3 separate regions of the Sus scrofa genome follow, and all the other regions are linked to region 1. The links are chromatin contacts, called in public HiChIP or PLAC-seq and promoter capture Hi-C maps. All regions are on one chromosome and are shown on one strand. Each heading gives the region's core, a stretch centred on a gene start, on an enhancer-like site or on the middle of the called end of the contact. The rest is flanking DNA. Distances are from core to core; before and after follow the strand shown. Region 1 holds the start of MMP14 (matrix metallopeptidase 14 (membrane-inserted)). Region 2 holds the start of GMPR2 (GMP reductase 2). Region 3 holds the start of EMC9 (ER membrane protein complex subunit 9).

What was found. Promoter capture Hi-C pulls out the DNA fragments that hold promoters and counts their contacts. HiChIP or PLAC-seq counts read pairs in DNA pulled down with a chosen protein or histone mark.
Region 2: a promoter capture Hi-C map of fetal liver shows a contact between it and region 1, with 6 times the contacts expected there. The contact joins the promoter of GMPR2 here to the promoter of MMP14 in region 1. A contact is called at or near these places in 1 of 5 promoter capture datasets (fetal liver) and 1 of 2 datasets of contacts at active chromatin or transcription factors (alveolar macrophages).
Region 3: an H3K27ac HiChIP or PLAC-seq map of alveolar macrophages shows a contact between it and region 1. The contact joins the promoter of EMC9 here to the promoter of MMP14 in region 1. A contact is called at or near these places in 1 of 47 Hi-C or Micro-C datasets (embryonic fibroblasts) and 1 of 2 datasets of contacts at active chromatin or transcription factors (alveolar macrophages).

The regions. Positions count from the first base shown.
Region 1 is chr7:76,184,343-76,187,274 of Sscrofa11.1, forward strand. It overlaps MMP14 (matrix metallopeptidase 14 (membrane-inserted)), which reads right to left and starts at 1,542. Exons shown (of 10, transcript NM_214239.2): 1 at 1,203-1,542. The coding sequence starts at 1,304.
Region 2 is chr7:75,068,666-75,071,597 of Sscrofa11.1, forward strand. It overlaps GMPR2 (GMP reductase 2), which reads right to left and starts at 1,414. Exons shown (of 10, transcript XM_001928014.5): 1 at 1,004-1,414; 2 at 546-666; 3 at 280-399. The coding sequence starts at 632. It overlaps NEDD8, which reads left to right and starts at 1,282. Exons shown (of 4, transcript XM_003128544.4): 1 at 1,282-1,605. The coding sequence starts at 1,588.
Region 3 is chr7:75,157,870-75,160,801 of Sscrofa11.1, forward strand. EMC9 (ER membrane protein complex subunit 9) reads left to right here and starts at 1,365. Exons shown (of 5, transcript XR_002345919.1): 1 at 1,365-1,473; 2 at 1,894-1,970. It also overlaps a transcript of PSME2 not described here.

The sequences.
Region 1 (2,932 bases), core at 292-2,791:
GGAGATGTTTCCTCCAGGGGTGGGACCAGGGCCGGGACCAAGAGGGAGGAAGCCAAGTCCAGATCCCTTCCCCCTGCTCTGCAGCTCAGGCCCTTCCCGGCCCCTCCCGACCGCACCCAGGCCCTGGCCGTGCTGAGTGGGTTGGGATGGCCCAAAATAAGAAGCTGATCAAATCTGTCTCCCACCTTCACCCCAAAATAAAAGAGAGAGAGAGGAAAAAACTTCCTCAGACAACTCCCACGCGGCTTCCTCCCGGGCCCGGTGGGCCAGCGTCGGGGAATGGGTGGGGGGCAACCCAGTCTGTGAGACGTGTGCGGGCACCTAGGGCCAGAGCCTGGCCCTGCTCCCCGGTACGACACCCCCAGTCTCCCTGCAACTGACACAGAAAAGCAATTAACAAAAAGAGCCTAAAGGCGCCGATGGCGGAGCAGGGAGAGGAGGCGGCGGCCAGGCCAAGCCCCCGGCTCACAAGGAGAGCTTTGTGTGTCCAGAAACTCGGGCCAGGGCGCCAGTGCCGCGACCCTCGACGCCAGGGCTCCGGGCCGGGGCACAGAGGGCTCTCTCGTGGAGGTGGGGGTGGCAGGGGGGCCAGGGCCGCTCCGCTGTCCACCCCCCGACCACACCTGGCTGCCGAGGCGTCGGGGGAGGGCCGGGACCGCCCCGGAGGCAGGAGGCGGCAGCGGCGGCCGCAGCGTGGGGGGCCGGGGGCAGCACGGCGCGGTCTCCGAGTCCCCCCGGCTGCCCGAGCGCCGCCGGCGAGCGCGGGCGGGAGAGCGCTGGAGAGCTGGAAAGTTGGAGAAACAACAAACTCTCGCACATGACAAGAAACCGGGACAGCGCGGGGTCTGAGCCGAGTCCAAATATTTATCAGGCTCCTGACCGGTTCCAGGGCTGAGCTCAGAGCCCAGGGGAACTGGGGAGGGGTGGGGAGTGGGCCCCCGCTGGAAAGTTCTTCCAGGGAAAGGAATGGGGAAAAAAAGTCAGCGGCTGGGGTGGGGGGGCAAAAGTTGGATCGGTGAGAGGAGGCAAAAGTTGGATCGACTTGGAAGTTTGGAGAGGGGGAGGGAAAGGAAAGGAAGGGGGATCCTGCAGGCCGAGACCCCGAGAGCCCTCCTCTCCGACCGGGGGCTGTTCCCCCGAAGACCCCCGGGCTCGCCTCCCCGCGGGCGCAACTCCGGGCAGGGCCCGAGGAGCTCACTTACTTCGGGGCTGAAGCTTTGGGCAGAGCTGAGGGAGGCGAGCGCGGAGGCGAGCGTGAGCAGGGGGAGCAGCAGACTGCGGACGGGTCGCGGGGCGGGAGACATGGTCCGCGACCGTCCAGGCAGTCGGGCCGTGCGGGCTCCGCGGCAGGGCCCAAGCCCCGGGGTCGCGCCGCCGCTCCCTCGGGCAGCCTTTGTCTTCGGTAGGCACTGAATTTGGGTTCCTAGGGCGCTGTCCTCTTGGAGATGAGGGGCTTGTTCTTGAAAGCGCCTGTTTGCTCGTCCCCTCTTTTCCGTTTTTTGATCTTTCTTCTGCTTAGTGGGCGAACTGGATCGTGAGCCCTCTCTCTTGCTCTCTCCACTGGTCCCTCCCTTCTCCCACAGCCTCCCTCCGCCCCCGCCCCTATGCCCTCCTTTCCCGGTGCGGACGTGGTTGTTTCAGCCTGAATCCAATTACAGCCAAGAGCCGGGTAAAAAAACCCCTAAGTTGCCTTTCTGTGGTGGAGGCTGCCATCTGCAGGGGTTGAGGCCACAGTCGAGAGCGGGGGACTGTGGAGGGACTCAGGGGACGGGATGTGGGAGACTTTCTCTCTCTAAGCATATTTTGGGTGGCTTGATTCCTCTGGTATTCAGCATTTGTCTCACCTCCGTGGGAAGTACTGAGAGGCTCAGTGGCTGGGGCAAACAAGAAGCTCAGAGTCCGTGATGGTGGCGGGGGGCGGTCTTGCTCGTCCAGGAGACCTGATTTGAGGGGTTGTCTCCTGGGACCTGTGGCTCAACCGTATTTTTGTCCCTTATTCTTGACAAGCACCTGTGTCCCTCCCCTGACCAACCCCCTCCCCCCTAAAAGCAACAATAGCAAGACCTAACTACCCACTGAGAGATCCCACCACCACACTGGATCTGGGGATCCTGTCCTTGTAGAAAGACAAATGCACTTCTTTATTATTGTCATTTGTAATCTGCTGTTCCTTAAATTAGGACTGGCCAGGGAAGAAAGGAGTGCAAGACTATGGAATCTAGGGAAAGGCAAACGGAGTCTGGTGAAATTGCTAGAAAAAGGGAGAATGGGAGTCAGGACTAAGGAGTTCAGTTCCCCCGCTACCCCGGAAAAGGAGGTAATCCCTTAAAAAGTATAATCTCCAGAGGCTGAGGAGACTCTGAGAACAAAAGGTGGAGGTTTGCAGGGAAGGGGGAGGGCAGGCTAGAGCTGATGGTGGGAAAGGGAGACAGATAAGAGGCTGAGGGCTAGATCTGGAAAAGCAAAACGAAAGAGGCAGGAAAAGTGTGGGAGAGCGAAAACTCGACCATCAGCGAAATCTAAGATCTAAGAATTGCATTGGTCAGCGAGAGAGGAAGGAGGTAGTGGGGGGAAAGACAGCAAAAGAAGGAATAATGGAGGTTGGGCGAAATTAAGTCAGGTAGGAAGTTTCAGAAACCCCAGAGACCCAGGAACTATCACATTTGTGGCAGGAGAATGAAAGAAAAGTCTAGTGCTCTGTATTGTATTGGAGCAAAGGTCCTATTTCCCCCAGACTCCATGGGAGGAGCCACGATCAATACAAGGAAAGGTTTCCCTGGGACCTGTGCAGCTAACAGGTTTGCAAGAAGTATACGGTGGCTATGAGGTGCCCTAGTCCACAGTGACTATTTGGTGGCTAAGCACCTCAGGGCTCCCCTATACAAATGGGGGTCAGGAAGTGCAGGCCTCTCTCCAACCGGCCTCTGGAATT
Region 2 (2,932 bases), core at 164-2,663, 1.1 Mb before region 1:
ATTAAAACTATATATCTGATAAGGGGTTAATATTCAAACATATAAAGAACTCATACAACTCAAAAGCGAAAAAAAAAACCCACAAAAAACCAACTTAAAAATCCAGATGGCCTTTTGAATCCAGATAAAGGGGTCTTAGTACTGCTTTAAAACAGTAAATTGAGCATCCTCACTGTTAATTGCTAGAGTTGACCTGAGATAGGGGTGGAGATGCAGATACCTCTGCAGTCAGCCCCCAAACCTGGACACTATGAGGAAGGGGCACAAGGGAAGTCCTACCTTACAAAGAACCTTGGCCATCTCAAAGGTACCCACAGTATCCATATTGGCAGCGATAATGGGGATCCCAGTGTACATCTGCTTTGAGTTCCGAAATGAAAAGGATCTTGTGAGATCCACCTGCAGATAGGAACAGGACACTGAGCATTTATTGATCCAAAAGACAAGTATTGCAGGAGGGCAAGAGCCAGGAATCTGTCTCAGTCCTGGCCCACCAGGAGCAATTAGGTGGGCTCAAGAAGAAGCAACAAAGGAAGCAGGCTCACCTCACTTCGAGACTTAAGGGTACTGCGTTTGGGTCTCAGCAGGACATCCTTGAAGTCCAGTTTGACGTCGTTGTCGATGTGAGGCATGGCAGGGACTTCGGGGTAGTGACGAATTTGAGACCTGGAGGGTAGGAAAAGTAAGGAAGTGGTAGCTGAACCAATCTCCTCTTAGGCCTTAATGGCAGGGCTTCTTGCTTAGATGTGGAAGATCAGAGCACTGGCCGAGGCACGGTCCGTGAAGACAGTCACCTCAGACCTGTCCCGTGGTTTCAATTATTATTGGTGTTTCCATCCCACGTACTATTTCCTGGAGGAGAAGAACTGGAGCGGAGTCGTGAGTGACCCTAGAAAGGTCACTCTTCTTTTTCCTGCCCTTGCAAAGAGAAATTTGGGGTAAGAAGCCGACCAGGAGGGAACAGTGGGGTCCCATAACCAGCTTCCGGAGTAGGGGTACTCACTTCCTCTCGTCGAGGCCCAGGTGGCAGTTGACCGAAGGTCCTCTTGCTTAGCAACTAGCCTCGCGCAGCTCCGCTGACCTTCGTGGGCCACACTAACAGGTTCCGCTAATAGCCAGAGAGAACAATTAACCAAGGAATTCCAGCTTCGGTGGAGGACCTGAGAAGACTTCTGGGTAACAGAGTTCACACGCTGAGAATGCCGTTGGATTCAAGGGACAGGAGACTACAACTCCCAGGGTGGGACGCGCGGGCCTGCTCCTTGGCATGATGGGAGAAGTAATTCGTCCCGCCCCCACTGTCCACTAGCCCTGGCTCGCTAGGGACTCTCAGGATCGGAGTGGCGTCATCTCTGCTGTAACTAAACGGACTGCCTTCTTTTTTTATGCCCCCAAAAAGAAACGCGAGAGCACTTCTGAGCCTTTCCAGAACCCCGTGGAAAGGAGGGGGTGGAGCGGGTGGGTGGAGCCAGACAGTGACCCGGAAGCAGAAGTGACTTCTACAGGCGGAGTGCTGGGGAGCGGTAGCGGCGACCGCAGCGGCAGAAGCAGCAATTTACCTGTGTGCAGCTCTAAACTGGGAGGAAGATGCTAATTAAAGTGAAGGTGGGAGCACTGCTACCCTTGCCAAGACTCAGTGGTACTGGGCTGGCCGCAGTGCCTTAAGGGAGAAGCCGGGAAGGAAAACCATGCCTTTCCCGAGCCTGGAGGGGGCTGACAGCCTCGGGACTCCGCGCGAGGGGTGATGGGATGGGGGGGGGGGGGGCAAGAGGGCTTTGAGAGCTAGGGGTTGGCCCAGCCAGCGGACCCTGGGGTCTCGGCAGTGGTTGCTTTCACTCCAGGTGTGTGCCTTGACGCAGAAAGAGGCCGCCTTTGTTTGGGCTCTCTCTGTATTCGAACCGCCGCAGTCATAGAGAAGGCCTAGCAGCATTTTGGTCTCCTTCTCTCTCGTATTCTTGGAATAAGCTCTGTTCTCCATCCTTCATACCCAGATAACCTGCTTCTCCCAGCCCCTAACGTAGGTTCCTCTGAGCACAGCACCAAAAGGTTAGCCTAGGGAACTGGGAGCCTCCCAGGAACTAGACTGTAAGCCTTTGCTAGTTGTCGCCAAGGTGTAGTGCCTCAGCCGGCCGTCAGGAAACAAAGCTGGGAGCGTGTTCAGTCAGCACCTGTCTTTCTGACCCAGCATCCTGGACCAGTCTCACTTCCTTGACTGAGGCAGGTTAGTTATCAGTGCCCTAGTTCTTGTTAGTTTCAAGTGTTTCCTTCATCTCTATCCCGCCTCCTGTGATTCCTCACCAACCCTCATTAATCTTATCTACTATTTCCTCCTGTGTACCCTCAGACAGAGAGGCAAAAACGAACAATTGATGCAGTGCAACGTTATTTAGGTTTTATTACAGCTAAGTAAGTCTATCGTTATTTTGTGAGCTCCTTAGTGTATTTACCATGCATAATAACCATTAACCTCTTTAGTCCTTCTGATCCACCTCCACCTCTTAGCTAAGGATTGAGGCCAGGAGGCATGTTAAAGGCTATTATTTTTTATTATTATTACTCAAATGAATTTATCACGTTTGTAGTTGTATAATGATCATAACAATCTGATTTCACAGGATTTCCATCCCACAGCCCAAGCACATCCCCCCACCCCCCAAACTGTCTCCTCCAGAAACCATAAGTTTTTCAATGCCTGTGAGTCAGCATCTGTTCTGCAAAGAAGTTCAGTCTGTCCTTTTTTCAGATTCCACATGTCAGTGAAATCATTTGATGTTGGTGTCTCATTGTATGGCATGATAATTTCTAGGTCCATCCATGTTGCTAAAAATGCTGGTATTTCGTTCTTTTTAATGGCTGAGTGATATTCCATTGTGTATATGTACCACATCTTCTTGATCCACTCCTGTGTCGATGGACATTTAGGTTGTTTCCA
Region 3 (2,932 bases), core at 115-2,614, 1.0 Mb before region 1:
CACCTCTGGTGTGTGTCATTTATTCAGAAAGCAAAGTGGGAGTTCCCGTCATGGCTCAGTGGTTAACGAATCCAACTAAGAACCATGAGGTTGTGAGTTCAATCGCTGGCCTCGCTCAGTGGGTTAAGGATCCGGGGTTGCCTGTGAGCTGTGGTGTAGGTTGCAGACATGGCTCAGATCCCGCATTGCAGTGGCTCTGGTGTAGGCCGACGGCTACAATGCCAATTGGACCCCTAGCCTGGGAACCTCCATGTGCCGTGGGTGCGGTCCTAAAAGAACAAAAAGACGAATAAAAAAAGAAAGCAAAGTGTCACCTCTGTCCAGCTACTAAATGTGAATGCGATGATGGGAAAGGGAGGGGTGCCAGGAAGACAGAGATGAGTTAAGAGGTCCATCCTGTTCTTAAGAAGTTATCCTAAATAACAGTTACATGGCCTGACAGCCATGAAGATAATCTGTATTTGGGGATTTCACAAGATTTTTTCCATGTGGAAGGTCTCATGAGTTCTTCCTGAAAGAGGCGGCATTTGGGCAGAACCTTATAGGAATAATCAGACTTTGGACAGATAGAGGGAAAGCTCTGCGGCTGAGATCAGGGAATGAAGAAAGAAACCACCCTTGCCATCAGCTCAGAGCAAGCCTGAAGAGAGAATGAGGCTTCCCCGGGGAAAATTATGCTTGGGTTCCTTCTCAAGAGCTGGGAGGGGAAAAAAACGCTCCCAAAACATTTTGGCTTAAGGAAATTATACCACAGGACATTATCGGAAGGATGGGTCTATAAAAATCTTTTTGACCTTTACCCCCGCTTGCAGTCAAAGCCGTTTTTATTTCTGTAGATATTACACTGAGGAAACCAACGGCCCGATAACCTGTGATTGCAAAAGTAACATGGCTCATTAGTTAGTGGCAGAGCCGCCCTAGAGCACAAACCCATTCATTCTATAGTAGGAGTCAGGCGTCCCCTGTGTACTCACATTGGTTCGAAGTTCCACGGTTCCAAAGACACCCGACGCGGGACGCGGGCTCCACCCAGCTGGGCCTGTAGGGGCGGGCGGCAGAGATAACAGACGCAGTCATCCTGCAATCCGGAGCCGAAGTGGGGTAGCCTAGCCAATCAGCTTGAGGGAAGCTCTCTACCGTTGTGGGTTCTTTTTCAGCCGCCGGAGACAAAGGCGGGGCAAGATTGGATGCGGTTGGTGATTGGGCAAAACGAGACACTCTAAACCTATCAAAGATCATTACGTGGGCGGGACTCCAGAAGCTGGTCAGGCTTGGAGGCGCAGGTTCCGTGTCCCCGAGGCAAGCTCTTCTCTGTGGCCGCCACTTGGGGGCGGGGGGAGGCGGAGCTCGGTGCTGCAGCATGCAATCCAGGCCGCCCGCCTTCCGGGCCAGGTGGGGGCCGGTCGCCAGGCTGAGATCGGCGGGAGCCGGTGGGCTGTCTTTGAGCTGGGTCAGCGCCACTGTCGAACCTAAGTGAGGAGGCACGGGGAAGGGCCCAAGAGGGCCCTCGGGCGTTGGAGGGGGCTTCGCGGACGAGAGCTGGGGGCCCCGCTCGCCATGGGGGAGGTGGAGATCTCCGCCCGGGCCTACGTGAAGATGTGTCTGCACGCCGCCCGCTACCCGCATGCCGCTGTCAACGGGCTATTGCTGGCGCCCGCGCCGCGGTCGGGAGAATGCCTGTGCCTCACCGACTGTGTCCCCCTGTTCCACAGCCACCTGGCCTTGTCTGTCATGCTGGAGGTCGCCCTCAACCAGGTGCCGCCGCTGGACGCCCACCTACCACCCTAACCAGCCCCTAACAGCCCTAAGCCCATCCCTGGCCTCTTGGCAATAGTGCGCACCCACGGGGCGGGCGGTACGATTTAGTTACTGATGGTCCCTTTCCCATGGCAGGTGGATGTGTGGGGCGCGCAGGCCGGGCTGGTAGTGGCAGGGTACTACCATGCCAATGCAGCTTTGGACGACCAGAGGTGAGTGCCAGAGGCAGAAGGCTAAGGGTTATGGGGTGGGGGAGTCAAGAGAACCCTTCTTAGTCATTCTCTCCATTTTTCCTTCATCAAAAGCTTAGGAGTAGGCACTGTACATCAGGCACTAGGCTGGTACTGCAGTGAGGAAATGTAAGGAAACATGTTTCCCTGGGGGTGGGGAGGACAACTACGTTTCAGTAAGAACAGGCTGACACCTGCTTTAACTGAGATGCACCCCCCCCACAAGTGCTGAAAAAACACAAAGGAAACCCAAGCAGCAACTTTTTAAAAAAGAAAGTTTTTTTATATATACAGTTGATCATTGAACAAGATGGGTTTGAGCTGCCTGCGGACCTTAATAGGTGAAACAGTTGGTTGAATACCCATGCAGAATCTGTAATGGAGGGACCACTATAAAGTTACCTGCAGATTTTCAACTGCAGGAGGGTCTCTGCTCCTAACCCCTTCGTTGTTCACCAGTCAGCTGTATGTAGAAAAAGTTATCTACTTACATAGTACTCATGTATCTGGATCAACTGATACTGTTTTGTAATTTGCTTTTTCCTCCTTAATAAATATCTGACACCTTTCCATCATTACACTATTATCTACCTTACCGTAACAGCTATACAGCATCAGTATGGATGTACCATAACTTTTTTTTTTTTTTTTTTTTGTCTTTTTGTGTTTTTCTTGAGCCGCTCCCTCGGCATATGGAGGTTCCCAGGCTAGGGGTCGAATTGGAGCTGTAGTCACCAGTCTACACACCAGAACAACAGCAACGCGAGATCCGAGCCGCATCTGCAACCTACACCACAGCTCACGGCAACGCCAGATCCTTTTACCCACTGAGCAAGGGCAGGAATCGAACCCACAGCCTCATGGCTCCTAGTCGGATTCGTTAACCACTGCGCCACGACGGGAACTCCGATGTACCATAATTTATTTAATGCCTTACATTAAAC